Regions from separate parts of the Oncorhynchus mykiss genome. Here region 1 is linked to region 2. A link is a contact called in public Hi-C data. All regions are on one chromosome and are shown on one strand. Each heading gives the region's core, a stretch centred on a gene start, on an enhancer-like site or on the middle of the called end of the contact. The rest is flanking DNA. Distances are from core to core; before and after follow the strand shown. Region 1 holds the start of atp5f1d (ATP synthase subunit delta, mitochondrial). Region 2 has its middle 17 kb from the start of cirbpb.

What was found. A called contact is a pair of places that touch in the nucleus more often than the background predicts.
Region 1: a contact with region 2 is called in a Hi-C map of liver, with 2.9 times the contacts expected there. The contact joins the promoter of atp5f1d here to the enhancer-like site in region 2. A contact is called at or near these places in 2 of 3 Hi-C or Micro-C datasets (blood and liver).

What each region holds. Positions count from the first base shown.
Region 1 is chr5:62,279,280-62,283,724 of USDA_OmykA_1.1, reverse strand. atp5f1d (ATP synthase subunit delta, mitochondrial) reads left to right here and starts at 1,986. Exons shown (of 6, transcript XR_002473568.2): 1 at 1,986-2,249; 2 at 3,175-3,328; 3 at 4,118-4,206. It overlaps LOC110524265 (voltage-dependent calcium channel beta subunit-associated regulatory protein), which reads right to left and starts at 671. Exons shown (of 10, transcript XM_021603753.2): 1 at 485-671.
Region 2 is chr5:62,107,115-62,111,317 of USDA_OmykA_1.1, reverse strand. No RefSeq gene overlaps it. Among protein-coding and RNA genes, the nearest start is that of cirbpb, 17 kb to the right of the region's middle. Within about 2 kb of position 1,532, at least 4 of the 11 cell types and tissues checked have an H3K27ac peak or open chromatin away from gene starts, as enhancers often do. A contact at or near this core is called in liver, where this site is marked.

The sequences.
Region 1 (4,445 bases), core at 737-3,236, 170 kb before region 2:
TAAACATGGCTATGGCAATAGACCTTCGAAAATATTTTGAATTCAAAATGTTTGCCTTTGTTGCTATAAAAAACACACCACTTCTTAATGGGTTGTCTCTGTATGGATCCCATGCTATTTCATTTGTACAGTCCAAGACGTTGGGATGAATTTGCTGTGATCAACAGAAAGGTGTAGCGCTCGCTCCAAATAATAGCCTATTCTAGAAGAACGCGTATCGGTGCGTGCCTCATGTTCCACAGGCTCTTCCATTTCGTTAAGGGTGTTAAGGAGCGCCTGCTCTAGAAGCGACTATTCCAATTACATTGATTTCCTTCCATTTACACAAATACATAATTATAGAAAAGCTTTCCTTACACTGCAAACTGTTTCCATCCTTTCTATATCTGCAGACTTAGGCTGGTATTCAATGTGCAACCGAAAAGCTACGGGTTGATGTTCCTCACAAACATGCATGTGCAAAAGAAACTGAAATGCCACTCACCTAATTACAATTCAGGTGATCCATGTATTGAGACGTACAGTAGGCAGAAGCCAATAGCGCCAAACCTTCGCAGAACACTGTAATGTTGCTTTAACAGCTAAAACTATTTATGAATGAAACCCTATGCTTAAGACACACCCACCACCAGTCAAGTACGCACCACGTGACGTAAGTGATTGACGAGCAGGCGGAGGCGCGTGCTGAAGATCATCAGCATCCCCCCCTTCAATTCAAGTATTTGGGGGTGATGTTATGAATAGGCTTCTGGTGGAACATAATGAAAATAGGTACACCTAAATTCATATTATGTTTGGAATGAAGAATCGGTTCATTAATTAATTGAAGAGGTATATACAGATTGACAAGATGAAAAGTGAAAAGGTCTTCTGGATGATAAGGTTATGTTCTGAACATTCTTATGTAGTAGACTACTTTAATGTAGGCCATTTGAGCACCCATGGTGGGTAGGCCTGCTTGCAGCTCTATATTATTTACTAACATCTGGTAAGACAGATCAGTAGGCTATCACAAGCTAACTTATGATTTTCTTTAACAAGGCAAGTCAGTTAAAAACAAATAATTTACAATGAAGGCCTACCAAAAGGCAAAAGTCCTCCTGCAGGAGCGAGGCCTGGGATTAAATATAAAACAAATTAAATATATAGGACAAACCCCACATCACGACAAGAGACAACACAATACTACATAAAGAGAGACCTAAGACGACATCGTAACATGGCAGCAACACATGACAACACAACATGGTAGCAGCACAAAACAGGGTACAGACAACATCACAAAGGGCAAGGAGGTAAAGACAACAATACATCACGCAAAAAGCCACAACTGTCAGTAAGTGTCCATGGTTGAGTCGTTGAATGAAGAGACTGAGGTAAAACTGTCCAGTTTGAGCGCTTGTTGCAGCTCGTTCCAGTCGCTAGCTGCAGCGAACTGAAAAGACGAGCGACCCAAGGATGTGTGTGCTTTGGGGACCTTTAACAGAATGTGACTGGCAGAACGGTTGTTGTATGTGAAGGACGACGGCTGCAGTAAATATCTTAGATAGGAGGGAGTGAGGCCTAAGAGGGTTTTATAAATCAGCATCAACCACCTTGATGGGTCAACCAACACCTGATGATCGATCAAGGATGAAAAGCGGAATCCTTGGGACTTCACCCCACTGAAGTTTACATTTGTTGCTGATTTATTCAACCCTCTTAGGCCTCACTCCCCCCTATCTGAGATAGGTTAGGGTGAGGATAGCACTAAACAACAGCTGATAATTGTTTACATTCTAACAGTGCCACACTCTGGCAGTAAAGTATGAGATGTTTCACACGACCATAAATAAGCATATACTTATTCTGGTTATTTACAATAGCAGAATATACACAAAATATAACTTATTTATTTTTAAAGATTTTAAACGAAACACTGATTTCAGATGAAACACTTAATTTTTGGATTGAATGCGTCGCTTCTGGAAAATAACTACATTTCCCTTCATGCTTTGAGCACTCATAAGGAATTGTGGGTAGGTTACCAACGTCCTTGTCCTATCAGGCGCACACTGTTTGACTGACTTCACACAAGGGCTAGGGGATCCTTTCGTTTCGGGTTGAACCTGAGTTAGATTTATTCCACAAAAATGATGGCAGCAAGGTTTCTCCGTCGCTCTATTCCTGTATTGAGGCAAGCAAGATGTTACGCCGACGCACCCTCAGGCTCTTCCCAGATGTCCTTCACATTTGCGTCTCCAACGCAGGTAAGCGAATCCGGGGTTGGCAAGGCTTTTGGGCCTACTAACGTAGTAAGTTGTCTAGATCGCTAGCTCCTCATTTTAATAGGCATTATGAAAACCCTATGCACTTTGCTAGTTATTCATGTAAATATTATCAAAATGTACCTATATGCTTAGGCGTGGTTAGTTCGCTTGAACCTGTCACCAGTCTTAGTTGGCTTGAACTTGTCACCAGTCTGGTGCACATAATTGTAAAAAGGGACGGTCGAGCATGGATTTTCCAACCAAGCCTACAAAGCTAGCCACTTTGACAGTCCTACTGTCAGTGTTGCCACTTGCTGGCTTTCAATTGTTAACTACTTTAGCTAGCTAACGTTAGCTACCAAAAATGTTTGGTCACAGGGCCTTGCAGTTTCTGTCATTCTGTCACCTTGAGAATAGAAAGGGAATACTATTCAACAGTTATTAAATCAGAAAGTAACGTTATTACTAACTCGTTGGCATTCAGTCTTGTGCGGACTGCACCTTTTTAGCCACACGTATAGCTATTCTGCAAGCTATGTATAATTGAACCGTACACTTTGCGTCTGACAGTACGCTATTTGCTAGCTTCGTTGGATACATAATGTCGTACCTAGCTAACTACATAACTCAACAGTCAACTCTAAAGATGAATTGAAGAGAGAAGTATGCACTTGCTATTTAACCTGTCAGGCAGTAATAGCATATTAACATCATAACTATCTGCAATGCACCAGGACCTCAAAGTGGAGTAACATAACACCTCAGTAAACATGCATATACTTCATTAGAAACAACAATCTAGTACTGCATGCACAGATTGTGTATATTTCCACAGATAATATTGAAACATCCCACTTCAATTCTCATCTGAAAGGTGATAACAGTCAAGTACAGTAATGTCTGCTTATGTTTCTCCTTCTCCCAGGTGTACTTCAAGGAGGCCAGTGTGAAACAGGTTGATGTGCCCACACTGACTGGTGCTTTTGGTATCCTCCCTGCTCACGTCCCCACGCTGCAGGTCCTCAGGCCTGGCGTGGTCACAGTGTTCAACGATGATGGCTCCGCAGCTAAATTCTTTGGTAAGATGTGGCTTGATCATGTAGATGGAATAGTGGGCGGGTCTCATGACCTCTGTCGTACCGTACCTGAGAGAGGATCCTGGTTCAGAATTGCTCAATCCCAAATCAACCCCTAAGCCTTTCCCCTAACCTCTAGGTCCTTGCCTAGGCTACATCTAAAATGGTTGGTGTTGGATAGGTGTAGCAACATTGTGAAAATACCACTTTTTAATCATCCTTTATGAAATGGTAGGACAGTGTCTGACCTCTGATATTTATGTGAAAAGAGACTTCAGTGGTGTCACCGTCAAGAACTGTATTTGATTCACTATGGCTAGATATTTACCCTGGCAGCCATATTGTATCAGGAAATGTGGAAATACCAGTAGTGGGCCTATATGTAATTTGGACGATACTAAACTCTGGTTACTAAAAGCAATCGTTTCAAAGTGAATTAACTTAATGTAAAATGTATCAAATGGGGACAATACTTGCACATGCTTTCAATGTTGAAATTCCTATTAATAGATTGCAAGGGTCAGTTCCATATCAATATCTTGCCACTAATATTGACTATCCAGCAGGGGTCAGCCCTGTCTCGATTTGTGAGGATAATGATGACTGTGTCCTAGACTGAGAGATCTCACTTTTTAGTGTAACACTCAAATTGTAGGCTACTTCCCTGATTTTGAAATCAACTAAAACAAAATGGCTGCACTGAACTTTATTAATTAACTTCAATAGTGTAGTCCTACTGCTGGGTGGAACAGGGAGGTATGTATATTCACAGATGCTGTGTATGTTTTGCAGTGAGCAGCGGGTCAATCACAGTGAACGCAGACTCCTCAGTGCAGCTGCTGGCTGAGGAGGCCTTCCCCTTGGACCAGCTGGATGTGGCTGTAAGTATCACCAACTCCTATAGACCGATGTAGTATTTCTATGGTAACGGGTGGGGAACTCTGGTCCTTGAGAACCACAGGGTGAGCAGGCTTGTGCCATCAACACACCCTGACTCTAGTTATCAACTAGGCTAATCATAGTAGCTAGTTGGAGCGTGATTTGTTTTACCAGGTGTGTTAGAGCTGGTCAGGAAGACTGGCATAGGGATGACCTCTGTTTTCTAATGCTTCAATTGTGG
Region 2 (4,203 bases), core at 283-2,782:
TGGAAAATATGTTGGATTTGGAAAAAAGTTATCAACGTAAACTGTTGTTTTGAGGGTTATATCCACAGGATTATGTCATCATGGTAGCATCATTGTCGACAAGTTAACAAATGATATGTTGGATTCACATCTACATCTCAACTAAAAATAAAAGTCAAAGAATACGATTAAGTCAGTGGCCCTGATGGAACTATCCAAGCAACAGATACAGCTCCTTTAAATGTTCATATTTGTTTGCGTTGTCAACCAAACACAATTCAATATTACTTTTGTAAGGGAGTCAATAGCCTAAAGTTAAGGCTATCTTACAAAATAATGTAACAGTATTTATCGAACCATTAAAACGAGCAACACATTCATGGCCACATCTTGAGGTTACGATAACAATAAATGTCTTCTTACGTAACCATAGAAAGTGTGCATATTCAGGGTCACAGGTCAATTGCTATAATAATCTGCAAAACGTCTTGATCACTTGGACCATGTACTTTTAATGTCATCTCAACTGCAATCCAGGTCATTTGTTTGTGCTATTAGATGAGGTACAGTGATAACACATTAAGTTGAATAAATAAACAAAATATCTGACATAGTATTCTTATTTAATCTTTGGTGTGCTTTTCAATTTCCATTGGAATTTGGTTATGCTTTAAGATGGTTGAAAGCATAGGGAAATTCAACAAACTTTTGGCTGTTTTTGAGTAGGTGAAAATAGGTTAGAATCTCATCAACGTATCTATCAAATATAACCCAATTCTTCACATTGAAATGATGTGTTGTGCTCAGTGGGCATTCCATTGTTGTATTCCAGGTAAACATCATTCCACACAGACAGTGACACATTGTACAGGCCTATGATTCACAACAGGGTGTTTGTCAGCGTGGGTGTTTGACATCCTGGGCGACCATTTTCTTCTGTAATGTCCACCTGTTCAGTAAACACCAGGGGATGCTCTCAACCCAAATATGGCCATGTAGGCCTACAGAAATCTCTGTTGGGGGACACACAGTAAAACATACAGGCCCTGGGCTGACATAACATGACCCAGCAAGCAGATACCATGAGATGAGATGGCTCAGGCATCAGAGCTTGGCATAACATGAACATATTTCATAATTTGCCTCCCTTTCTTTCTTTCTTCCTTCCCTCTAGCTTTCTCCCCCCTCTCTTTCCCATCGCTATTCCTCTCCTCCCATTTTCTGTATCCCTTTCTCCCCTGCCGCCTCCCTCCCCTCCTCCCTGTATCCCCTCCCTGCTCTCTCCACATTCCTCAGTGAGTGGGCGGAAGGTTCAATGGGGATGTGGGAGCCCGAAAGGGCAAGGGTTCGCTATTCGTTAGACTCTGCCAGAGAGATATGTTTTATCAGCCATTCCCATCTTACTGGAGCGGCTACTCCGCTCCAGTAAGTGTAAGTGGGTCACTGGACTGCATGGTTGTCTGGAGCCTTGAAGGGGGCAGAGGGTTTGAAATGTGCCTCAGACAGCTGCTCTATACTGGGGTCACTGGATAGAGATGTGCTGCAGTTCAGTCACAGTGAACAGATCAGCTGCTCTCTCTCTCGGGATAGAGAGGACAGTCACAATCATCAGCTAATGAGTGGAGGACCCCTGGTGGACACTAAGCGCTACTCCAGCTCTGCCATAAAATAGATCTTCGCTTTTTCCTTGGAAGTCCAGACTGTTTTATTGGGATGTACTTTGAGACAAGCTTGAGACAAGTGACAGATAAAAAACATTCAGGTTACATGACTTTAACTTATCTGTAATGTTGCTCATAACAGTATTTATGAATCCTAGTGACTCAGCGTACAGATCTAGCCAGAGATCATCTGATCTGGAATGGATCGTTTTTTCTTGCATAATCTTGCTGCAGTGACATGACAGACAGAGCCATTGTTTCCTCAGAAGGAGCATTCCAAAGCCTTCTCTCACTATGTTTGTCTTAGAGCTTCTATCGTATCTCTATCTCAGTGCCTCCAAACAAACTGGTTTTAGATGCAGTGCTGGTCCGTGGGCTGAATGAGTAGGCGACAGAGACACAGGAAGTAGTGGGCGGCCAGTGAACTGTATTTCCTCTTCCTGTCTCCTCACTCCCTATCCCGGGTTATTACTGCAAATCTCAGCTACCCACCATACACCCACATGTGCTTTTGGGAGCACACACGCATAAACACACATACACACGCATAGGTGTATAAACACACACACACACACACACTTACTGATGCCAAATGATGTCCACGTATAATTATAGCTTAATAAGCATTCAGTACATTAGCTGTTCAGAGGCATGTATTTTTGTCCTCTAGGAGATGCATCATATTTATCCTCCTCTTCAGCCATTACCCTCCCCACCTACCTAGCTGGCTCATAGGCCAGAGACAGCAGGTGGCAATTAAGTGGGTGTCCATCACTCAATCACTCTGTCTATCACCATTAACGAGGGAGGGAATGCAAGGCAGGAAAATACCAAACACAGTGATAATGTGGCCTGTCACACCTCTACTGCCTGCACCTGAACCACAAATATACGCACATGCATGGACACACACACACACACACACACACACACACACACACACACACACACACACATACACACACACATACACACACACACACACACACACACACACACACACACACACACACACACACACACACACACACACACAGTGCCTTGAGAATATTCATACTCCTTTACTTAATACACACTTTAATACACACAGCCTGCATTCTAAATTGATTAAACACACACAATACCCCATAATGACAAAGTGAAAACATGTTTTTAGAAATATTTGCACATTTGTTGAAAATGAAATACAGAAATATCTAATTTACATAAGTATTCATACCCCTGAGTCAATACTTTGTAGAAGCACCTTTGGAAGCGAATGCACCTGTGAGTCTTTCTGGGCAAGTTTCTAAGAGCAGTGCTAGACAATCATTTTGAGGTCTTGGCATAGATTTTCTATTAGATGTAAGTCAAAACTGTAACTCGGCCACTCAGGAACATTCAGTGTCTTCTTGGAAAGCAACTTCAGTGTAGATTTGGCCTTGTGCCATCAAGTAGACTGAACAAGGTTTTCCACTAGGATTTTTCCTCCATTCTGTTTCTTTTTTGTTCTGAAACTCCCCTCTCCTTGCCGATTACAAGCATTCCCATAACATGATGCAGTCACCACTGAAAATATGTGGAATGGTACTCAGTAATGTGTTTTGCTGGATTTGCCCCAAACATAATACTTTGTATTCAGAACAATAAGTTGCTTTGCCACATTTTTTGCAGTATTACTTTAGTGCCTTGTTGTAAACAGGATGCATGTTTTGGAATATTATTTATTTTGTACAGGCTTCCTTCTTTTCACTCTGTCATTTAGGTTAGTATTGTGGAGTAACTACAATGTTGTTGATCCATCCTCAGTTATCTCCTATCACAGCCATTAAACTCTGTAACAGTTTTATAGTTAGAATTGGTTTCATGGTGAAATCCCTGAGCGGTTTCCTTCCTCTCCGGCAACAGAGTTAGGAAGGACGCCTGTATCTTTGTAGTGACTGGGTGTATTGATACGCCGTCCAAAGGGTAATTAATTACATCCCCATGCTCAAAGGGATATTCAATGTCAGACTTTTTCATTTTTACCCATCTACCAGTAGGTGCCCTTCTTTGTGAGGCATTGGAAAACCTCCCTAGTCATTGTGGTTGAATCTGTGCTTGAAATTCACTGCTCGACTGAGGGACCTTGCAGATAATTGTATGTGTGGGGTAAACATTTAAAAAAAAAACATAATTCCACTTGGACATTATTGGCTATTGTGTGTAGGCCAGTGACAAAACAAAATCTCAATGTAATCCATTTTAAATTCAGGCTGTAACACAACAAAATGTGGAAAAAGTCAAGGGGTGTGAATACTTTCTGAAGTCACAGTCACAGACACAAACAAGCCCCCCCCCCCCCCCTGAAAACACACACACATGACAGATGTTCCAGTACATTGTACAGTTACCTCCCCCCCGTCCAGCTCAGAGAACAGAACACGTACTGGCATGATTTATCATGGTGAATCACACAGGCCAATTATACGGCACGCAGAGAGAGGTGTTGCTTTTAACCAGGACACTGGCTATTTATAATGGCATGGGCGTGCACACACTCATTATAGGGCACAGAAGATGGTCACAATGGAAGGGTGGATGA